Linked DNA regions of Sus scrofa: region 1 is linked to region 2. Evidence: chromatin contacts called from public HiChIP or PLAC-seq data. All regions are on one chromosome and are shown on one strand. Each heading gives the region's core, a stretch centred on a gene start, on an enhancer-like site or on the middle of the called end of the contact. The rest is flanking DNA. Distances are from core to core; before and after follow the strand shown. Region 1 holds the start of CAMK1G (calcium/calmodulin dependent protein kinase IG). Region 2 overlaps LAMB3 (laminin subunit beta-3).

Region 1 (4,068 bases), core at 852-3,351, 48 kb after region 2:
AGATGTAGCCAAAGCCTGTTTTCCCTGGTGGATTGTTCCAGAAGGGCTGAGGACTCGAGGAAAGGGGCCTGTCATGGGATCTGGTGCTTCTGGAGCAGGGGACTCAGCTCTGTCCAGCTGCCCTCTCTCCATGACACGTCGCCTGGGTGACTCTCGGGGGTCTGCAGCTGCTCGGCCCCATGCTGCACATCCCCAAGCTGCCTTCTTAGCTTTTGTGCTGTGGCCTTGACCGATGCACCAGCTGTGACTGGCCCCCTGTCTTGTCTGCCCACTCCCCTCCAACCAGTGCTGGGCTGGGCACCTTAAGACCACCAGCAGCAGTTAAAATATAGATTCCTGGCTGCTGGGTCCCAGCTAAATTCCAGTTTCAGTAGTCTGGGACCCGGAACCTGTGCTTTTCAAAAATTCCCCTGACTGAAATATTAGAGAGTTACTCATTTTCTTGGGCGAGCTGTCGAGGATATAGAAGAGGATATATCGTGCTGGGCGGTGCAGGCCGAAGGAGGCAGATGCCATGTGTCATCATGTTTGCAACTCGTTTACATTGTTTGCAAATTGTCCAGTGAAGTAAGTGTGTGTGTGTGTGTGTGTGTGTGTGTGTAAAACAAATACAGTGAAATGTCATGAACCGTTGAATCTAGGAGGGAGTTACATTGGTGTCCCCATTCTATTATGTCACCTGTTCTTAAACATTTTCGAAGCTGACAGTTAGAGGCAGAAGCTACCCGGGTGACTCCAACGTCCCCTACAAGCGGGTGGCCGGCCACTGAGCTCCCTGAGGGCAGCGAGCGCTGCTTCCGACTGTCCTTCGGCGCCCGTCTGAGCAGACCGTGGACGGTTCTCGTCAACCTGGGCTTCCTTCTTCCTCCTCCTCTTGGGCTTTGGGACGTTTAGCAAATCATTTCCGATTCACTGATGCCTGCTGTCTCTCTCTCTCCTGCCTCACCCCCGTCTTTCGCCGCCCCCCATCTTGGCAAAGGCCCTTTTCCGAGGGCCGATGCTCTGATGATCAGGGCGGCCCTGAGACCCTGCCTGCTGGGGATGGAAGGGCGCAGAGGCCTCCTCTCGGGCCCGAGCCAGCAACTCTGTGGCTCCAGGGAGACGGCGGGCGGCCTCACTGCCCGGGGTCACCGCCTCCCAGCCAGGCGGAGGGAGCCAAACTCAGCCGGAGTTGGCTAAAGGGCAAGCTTGCTCGAAGGGACAGCGCACTCAGGGCCCTTCGCGTCCCGGTCCAATTCGCCAGGGCTAATGAGCTGACCAGCTGGGGATCCGAGGCCACGGGAGCAGGTGGCCCAGGGCCGCTGCCAGGCTTCGTCAGAGGCTGCGCCCTCCAGGAGGAGAGGCCAGACTACGTGGAGCGTCAGCTCCAGACAAGCCGTCTCTGCTCTGCCGGCCGTGTAATCGTTGTCAAGGGGAGGCCCCGACAGGCCGGAGGCAGGCGAGGCTACAGTGTGACTTTATTTTTCCAACATGGTATTTAAATACAGACCAGAGAGGAGGGTGGTGATGGGAGCGGAGTCAGGTGTGTGTGCCCATTGCACCCGAATCCACCCACAGCAGACAGCGGGTCTGACCTGTTCACGGGCGGGGAGAGGGGGGTTGGGGGAGAGAGGAGGAAGCCAGCCGGGTGACTTGGCCCAGGAGGGTTCTAGGGCCACTGGATCGCCCGAAGTGCTCCAGAATGCCTCTCTCCTGCGGCCAGAGCAGAACTCACAAGCTGTCACAGATCCGCAAGCGGGGCGGGGGCGCTGGGGGTGAGGATGCAGACCCGTGGGCAAAGAGCTGGACTGTCCTCTGTATTAGCTCAAGGGGCCTGTCCCTAACCTGCCCCCTGAAGCCCCTGCTCTACGCCCCGATGGCTGTGGAGATGCTCTTGGGGCAGCCCCCGCCTGGCTCTATCACTGGCTGCTGGTCCAGGCTGACTCCCTCCCAGCCACCCACCACGGGGAGCCCAGCCCCCGCTCTCAGCCCCCGACTCACGATCCCAGCACTTCCATGAAGATGAAGGTTTTCCGGATGTTGGTGGTCTGTTTCTTCCAGGAACTGCAGTCCTCGTCTTCCTTCCGACCCATGGCCTCCAGAGTTGAAGCTTCCAGGGGTGCTTGGTTTGAGGAAGGGAGGAAAGGGGCTGATCAGCTAATGTCTCAAATCGGGTGAGAACAGGTGGAAAAAGAAGCTAAAATACTCACATCCATCATGTAACAACTAGAAGGAAGGATTAGGAGCTAACCTTGGATAATTGGCAAAAAATTATCCACTTTCTTTGTATCTATCTACTTTTTTTTTTTTTTCTTTTTAGGGCCGCACCTGTGGCATGTGGAGGGCCTCAGGCTAGGGATTGAATCAGAGCTGCAGCTGCTGCTCTAAACCACAGCTCATGGCAACGAGGATCCTTAACCCACTGAGCGAGGCCGGGGATGGATGTGAGTCGAGCTCATTACCCCTGAGCCACGACCGGAACGCCTCCGCTTGCTTTTTAAATTCACGACAAATTTCGCTGAGCATCTGCTCGATGCCCGTCATGCTCGCCCTAGGCTCCAGGAGTTTAGAAGCTAGTAGTTGAAACTCCACTGTGTACACGTCTATTTAAGGGCAGTAATGCACACGTGTGTAGATTAACAAGGGCCCGTCCACCTTGGAGGGATCTGAGCTGTTCCTTATGCTATCAAGTGGCGGCCGAGGCATTTAGTCAAACTACTGAGTCAGCCAACCTTCTTTCCATTGTCACAGCTCGGCTGCCTCCCCCAGTTACTGCTATTCTTAACTTCTCGCTACTGTTACGGGTTAAATAAATGAATACTTGATGAATGAGCATTGTGTTTCCTCTGTAACTCCCACGGCATCGAGCACAGTGCTGGGAAGATAGTTATTCATTAAAGTCTAAGCTGGATCGTGTCCTGACTTTATTTCAGAGTTATCCAGTTACCATATGCATTCCACGAGCCAGCACCCTCCACGTGCCAGGTGCTGGACGGTGTCTCTCTGAATGACACCTTTGGGACACTCTCCCTGTTGACCCATGTATATCCTTGGTTTCCTGTTGGGACTCTGATCGATGACCTGGGACATGGCAAACCAGAGAGGTGGCCTTAGCTTCTAGTGACGTATATAGAGCAAATCTCGACTCTTTTATAGGGATGGACCAGAATGACTGTCCGAAGATGCAATTATCTAGCTCAGGTTATAGAGCGAATCGTTTGCATTCTAGATTTTTCTTAGTCAAGACTAAGAACAGAAGCTGTGTCTCCCCCACTGTATCAGCTGCATTCCAGCCTCCCAATACCTGGTTCTAGTGTCTTTTTTTTTTTTTTTTTTTTTTTGTATTTTTAGGGCTGCACCTGCAGCATATGGAGGTTCCCAGGCTAGGGGTCAAATTGGAGCTGTGGAAGCTGGCCTACATCACAGCCACAGCAACTCAGGGTCTGAGCCACGTCTCTGACCTATACTGCAGCTCATGGCAACGCTGGATCCTTAACCCACTTAGCAAGGCCAGGGATTGAACCTGCATCTTTTTTTTTTTTTTTTTTGTCTTTTTGTCTTTTGTTGTTGTTGTTGTTGCTATTTCTTGGGCCGCTCCCACGGCATATGGAGGTTCCCAGGCTAGGGGTTGAATCAGAGCTGTAGCCACCAGCCTACGCCAGAGCCACAGCAACGCGGGATCCGAGCCACGTCTGCAACCTACACCACAGCTCACGGCAACGCCGGATTGTTAACCCACTGAGCAAGGGCAGGGACCGAACCCGCAACCTCAAGGTTCCTAGTCGGATTCATTAACCACTGCGCCACGACGGGAACTCCTGAACCTGCATCTTAATGGATGCTAGTCAGATTCATTTCTGTTGAGCCACGGCGGGAACTCCTAGTGTCTTGTTTAGTGTTTTTTAATATGTTTTTAGATGAATGAGTTCCTGTTACACTACATTGCAAGGTAAGATCATTATGGTAACTCAGCTTATAACTCAGTGGTCAGACAGACAGTACAGGGACAGCCCTGCGTTTCTGGGGCCAGCAGGCTGGAGGAGCCAGGCGAAGGGCACGTGAGCTAATACACACACAGTACAAGGCGCC
Region 2 (4,018 bases), core at 1,291-3,790:
GAAACGTAATTACCCAGCTGCCTTAATGACAGCCCTACACAGTGCATTCCGCAGGTTCATTAGCGTGTAAACCGAAGAGCTGTCGTTTTTATCTCTTGGAAACCAGCTTAGGAGCAGTAGCCAGTTGATGTCCCCTCCTCCCCAACACACACACACACACACACACACACACACACACACACACACGCATGCATGCATGCATGTATGCACACACGCCAACAACACTGCCTGCCTGTGTTGGACAGTCCTCTGCTTTCTTGACCTTTGATGTGGCCAATGTGTAGGCAGAGGACCCAGGGATGTGTTCCTATTCCTCTTGAGGTCCTTGTCCTCTGCTCACGAGCACTTTGAGCCTGTCTCTGACCAAAACATCTGTCCTCCTATCTCCCAGAAGCTCTTAGCAGGTCTGACACTTTCAAAGTTGCTACCGTTGTGGATTTTTTCTTTTGGACGAAGCGTCATTGAGTTCCTAGTTTAAAATGCAGACATCCTTGAAAATGGCATCGCATCAGTCTCTCATCGTTTATATTTCTGCAAAGGTTTGCTTATCAGAAAATTAGCTGTGGCTTTTGAAAGGGTCCCACAAGAGGAAGACCCAGGATGAGCAAGTTTTGAGAGGCTGGAAGGAAAGGGGAAGGACACTGGGCAGAGTTGCTCTCAGAGGGGAGCCGAACTGGAGTCGGTGGAATGTGAGATTCTTGAGTCCCACTTGTTGTGGGCTGGAGAGCATGGCTTGGGGGGTTAAAAGGAGAGAAGAGAGAGGAAAGGTGAGACGGGGGGGCCTGGACACAAACCTGGGTGGCCTCACAGTCTTGCTGGCCTGGCTTCTTACCCCCACCGCCCTTGGGTCAGATCCCCAGAAGTCTCCGGATGGTGTCTCCAAGACCTACCCTGCTTTTTCCTCTCGGGGGCCAAGGAGGCATCATCACTGGCAGAGCTTTCAGAGGTCCAGGCGTGCAAGTCCACTCTCTGCAATCAGGTCTAGGGGGACACTTCTGTTTTTGGAGAGGTCTGGGCTGGGGTTGAGGCTACCCTTACTAGGAGACAAGAGAGGGAACATCCTGAAAACCAGTGTTAGTTCCTGTAATGTCCCATGGTTACCAAGGGTCTGCTCTATCCCTTGAATCAGAACAGGGTGCGAAGGTTTGGAGGCAGGGAACCCAGGAGAGAAACCCCTGCTTCCTGTCTTCCCAGCCCTGTGGATTCGGACAGGGCTAAGACTTGCTTTCCTAATCTGGCAAATGGGGATGCCCAGCATTTAACACAGTAGGCCTCCTGCAGAGGTTTTGGAAGGACAAAGGAGATACCGGATGCACAGTGCTCAGGACAGAGCCTCGTGCCCTGTCACTTCGGGGTGTGTAGTATCCATCATCTCCGTCATCAGCTTCAGAAACCGACCTTTCTGGAGTTCCCATTGTGGCTCAGTGGGTTAAGAACCCAACTAGTTTCCATGAGGCTATGGGTTCAATTCCTGGCCTTGCTCAGTGGGTTAAGGATTCGGTGTTGATGCAGGCTTTGGTGTAGTTTGCAGATGCAGCTTGGATTCTGTGTTGCTGTGGCTGTGTATAGGCCGGCAGCTGCAGCTCTGATGTGAGCCCTAGCCTGGGAACCTCCATATGCCATAGGTGCAGCCATAAAAAGAAATTTAAAAAGCAAAGAAACTAAGCTTTGTAAACTTAGTTTGGATGGAGAAAAAGGTTGCGTTGAGTTAAGGTTTGGGTCAAGGTGTCGGTTCATGATGGGAAGAAGATGAAATTGAAAGTGCCTCATGGCACCGGAGCTGGCTTTCCGCTGCCCCCCCACCCCCACCCCGGAAGACTTCATCGCTGATCTTTGCTGGCAACGTCCACTGACATAGAACCGGGGAGGCCTGTGCATCACAGTGGGGTCTAGTGGCGGCCTTGCTGACCAAGGCCTTGAGGGCTCCCTCTTCTGCCCGCTTTGTTGGGAATGTATTTCTCCAGTGCAGTCAGTGCCTTCTTTTTGTCTCTGGTTTCTTTTGCATTCTTGCTTGGCATGTCTTTAACCTCTGAGCAGATAAGCTGGAGTAGGGAGAATGCTAATGCCATGTTAGAACAAGAAGGAACTTCGTGATCTCATATCCCACCCCTGCATTTTACCAAGGAGGAGCCCAAGTGGAGACAACTGTTTTTTTTTTTTTTTTTTTTTTTTAATCCTGGCTTCCTTTCTTTTGACCCTGGCTGGCAGCCATGACCCTGACTTCTTCGGTGGGTGCAGGCAGTCTCTGGCTTGCTCGTGGGAGACAGCTGGGCCATCTCTAACCACAGCCTGTTTTCCTGTTTTTCCCCAGAATTAGCTCCATGTTGTGCAAGGACACAGAGCTTCCATGTGCATTGCTGTCCTTTTCCTGCCCTCTCCACCGCCACTCAGGCCCCTGCTGGTTCTTGCTCTCTCCTTTGGCCTCCCATAGCTCTCCGGGAGGGTTTGTCATCTAGCCAGACCACTGAGCTTCTAGAAAGCTCCTGGGTAAGGGAAGAGGCCCAGACTTTCCAGATGGAAAGCGGAGAGGGAGCAGGAGCCAGACTGGCTGGAGGCCTGACAGGCCGAATGGATCCTAACGCTGTGTCTCTGAGGTAGCGCGGCCAGCGGTGTGGTGGCCAGATGACTCCGGAGGGGACAGCAGCTGCAGCGGGGAGTTTCCATCTCTGGGAGGGACAGAGGCATGTAACCCACACAAGGGGAAGAGCCTCACGTTGAGAAGCCCACACACGCCCACACACCCACACATCCATGCATGCACTACCTGTAAACACACAAGGATAAAGCAGGGCAGCTGAGGCCCAGAGAGAGAGAGAAGAAGTGAGCACTGGTCTTCACGTGGGCTTCTGCCCTGAGCCGCCCTCTTGGGGCCTCTCTCCCTCTAGCTGGCTGACAAGCAGAGCTACTTAAAATACCTGTCCCAAGCCGTTGGCTTAGCCCATCTCCAAGGATTGAGATAAATCCTTCCATTAGCTGGTGTTACTATGATAAGCAGCCCTTAGATGTTAAGCTTATGAGGCCATCTGATCCCTCCCCGAGTGTCTGCACACGTGGAAGGAGCGTGGAGGAGGCGTGGGTACCCCAGGCAGCTTCTGAAGACGGGAAAGGGGCCGGGTAACACGCCACGAGAGCATCCTGGGCATTTTGAGTTTTTCTTATTTTATAATAATGCCTGAATATAAAGGTGAGCACATATCCAAGGTAGCAAGGTTTAAAATTATGAAAATAAGAATGTTAAAAAAAAGAATATATATAAAAGAATATATATAAAGAATATATATGTATGTATAACTGAATCTCTTCACTCTGTACCTAAAACTAACACAACATTGCGAATCAGCTCTATTTCAGTAAAAACTTTAAAAATCAAATGATTGAAAAGATCCACGAAAAAAAGTTAGCTGTCATCCCATTTTCCAGAGATCATAGGTTACACAGTGGGCAGTTGCCGTTTTTGTGGGTCGAGATGGCTGCACATCAGCGTTTCATTTGCTGCAGCCTCGTCTGCTGGGCCGTTCCCTTCCACACACTCTCTAGTTGGTAAAGAATGTATATTTGGGATGATCACCTATATACAAGCCTATGTCCAACTTTTTTTTCCCCAAAAACATTATAATGTAGGCATTTCCCCCACGTAATTCAAAACCTTCTCTCACTTAGTCGTTTGCAGCGTTACGCGATCGTCCATCACTCAGGGACAGCAAGGGCATTTCCCAGGTGGAGTTGTCCTAGCTCCTGGGTCCGTGGTCCAGGGAGAACGAGCCTTGTGTCTGGACTTCTCGGCCAGGGAACCGGCCAGGATCCGTTCCCAGCAGGCCGGGGGGAGCTCTGGGGGCAGCTGGCCCATGTCTCCCCGAGGGCCATGTGCTGCGTGCAGGCGGAGGCTGGGCAGTGGAAAAGTTTGCCCCCGAGAGACTGGGCAGAGTGCGGAGGAGGGCACGCCTGCTGCCAGGGACCAAAATAGGATTCTGGAGGAGGCTCAGATTCCATCAAGCGGTGTCTTTTGCCCAGAAAGGAT

What was found. HiChIP or PLAC-seq counts read pairs in DNA pulled down with a chosen protein or histone mark.
Region 1: an H3K27ac HiChIP or PLAC-seq map of skeletal muscle shows a contact between it and region 2. The contact joins the promoter of CAMK1G here to the enhancer-like site in region 2. A contact is called at or near these places in 2 of 47 Hi-C or Micro-C datasets (both in skeletal muscle) and 1 of 2 datasets of contacts at active chromatin or transcription factors (skeletal muscle).

The regions. Positions count from the first base shown.
Region 1 is chr9:133,368,342-133,372,409 of Sscrofa11.1, forward strand. It overlaps CAMK1G (calcium/calmodulin dependent protein kinase IG), which reads right to left and starts at 2,102. Exons shown (of 13, transcript NM_001243934.1): 1 at 1,981-2,102. The coding sequence starts at 2,072. It overlaps LOC110255539 (a long non-coding RNA gene), which reads left to right and starts at 3,792. Exons shown (of 3, transcript XR_002336075.1): 1 at 3,792-4,068.
Region 2 is chr9:133,320,056-133,324,073 of Sscrofa11.1, forward strand. All of the region lies in intron 3 of LAMB3 (laminin subunit beta-3), which reads left to right. Among named protein-coding and RNA genes, the nearest start is that of LAMB3, 24 kb to the left of the region's middle. Within about 2 kb of position 2,541, at least 21 of the 83 cell types and tissues checked have an H3K27ac peak or open chromatin away from gene starts, as enhancers often do. A contact at or near this core is called in skeletal muscle, where this site is marked.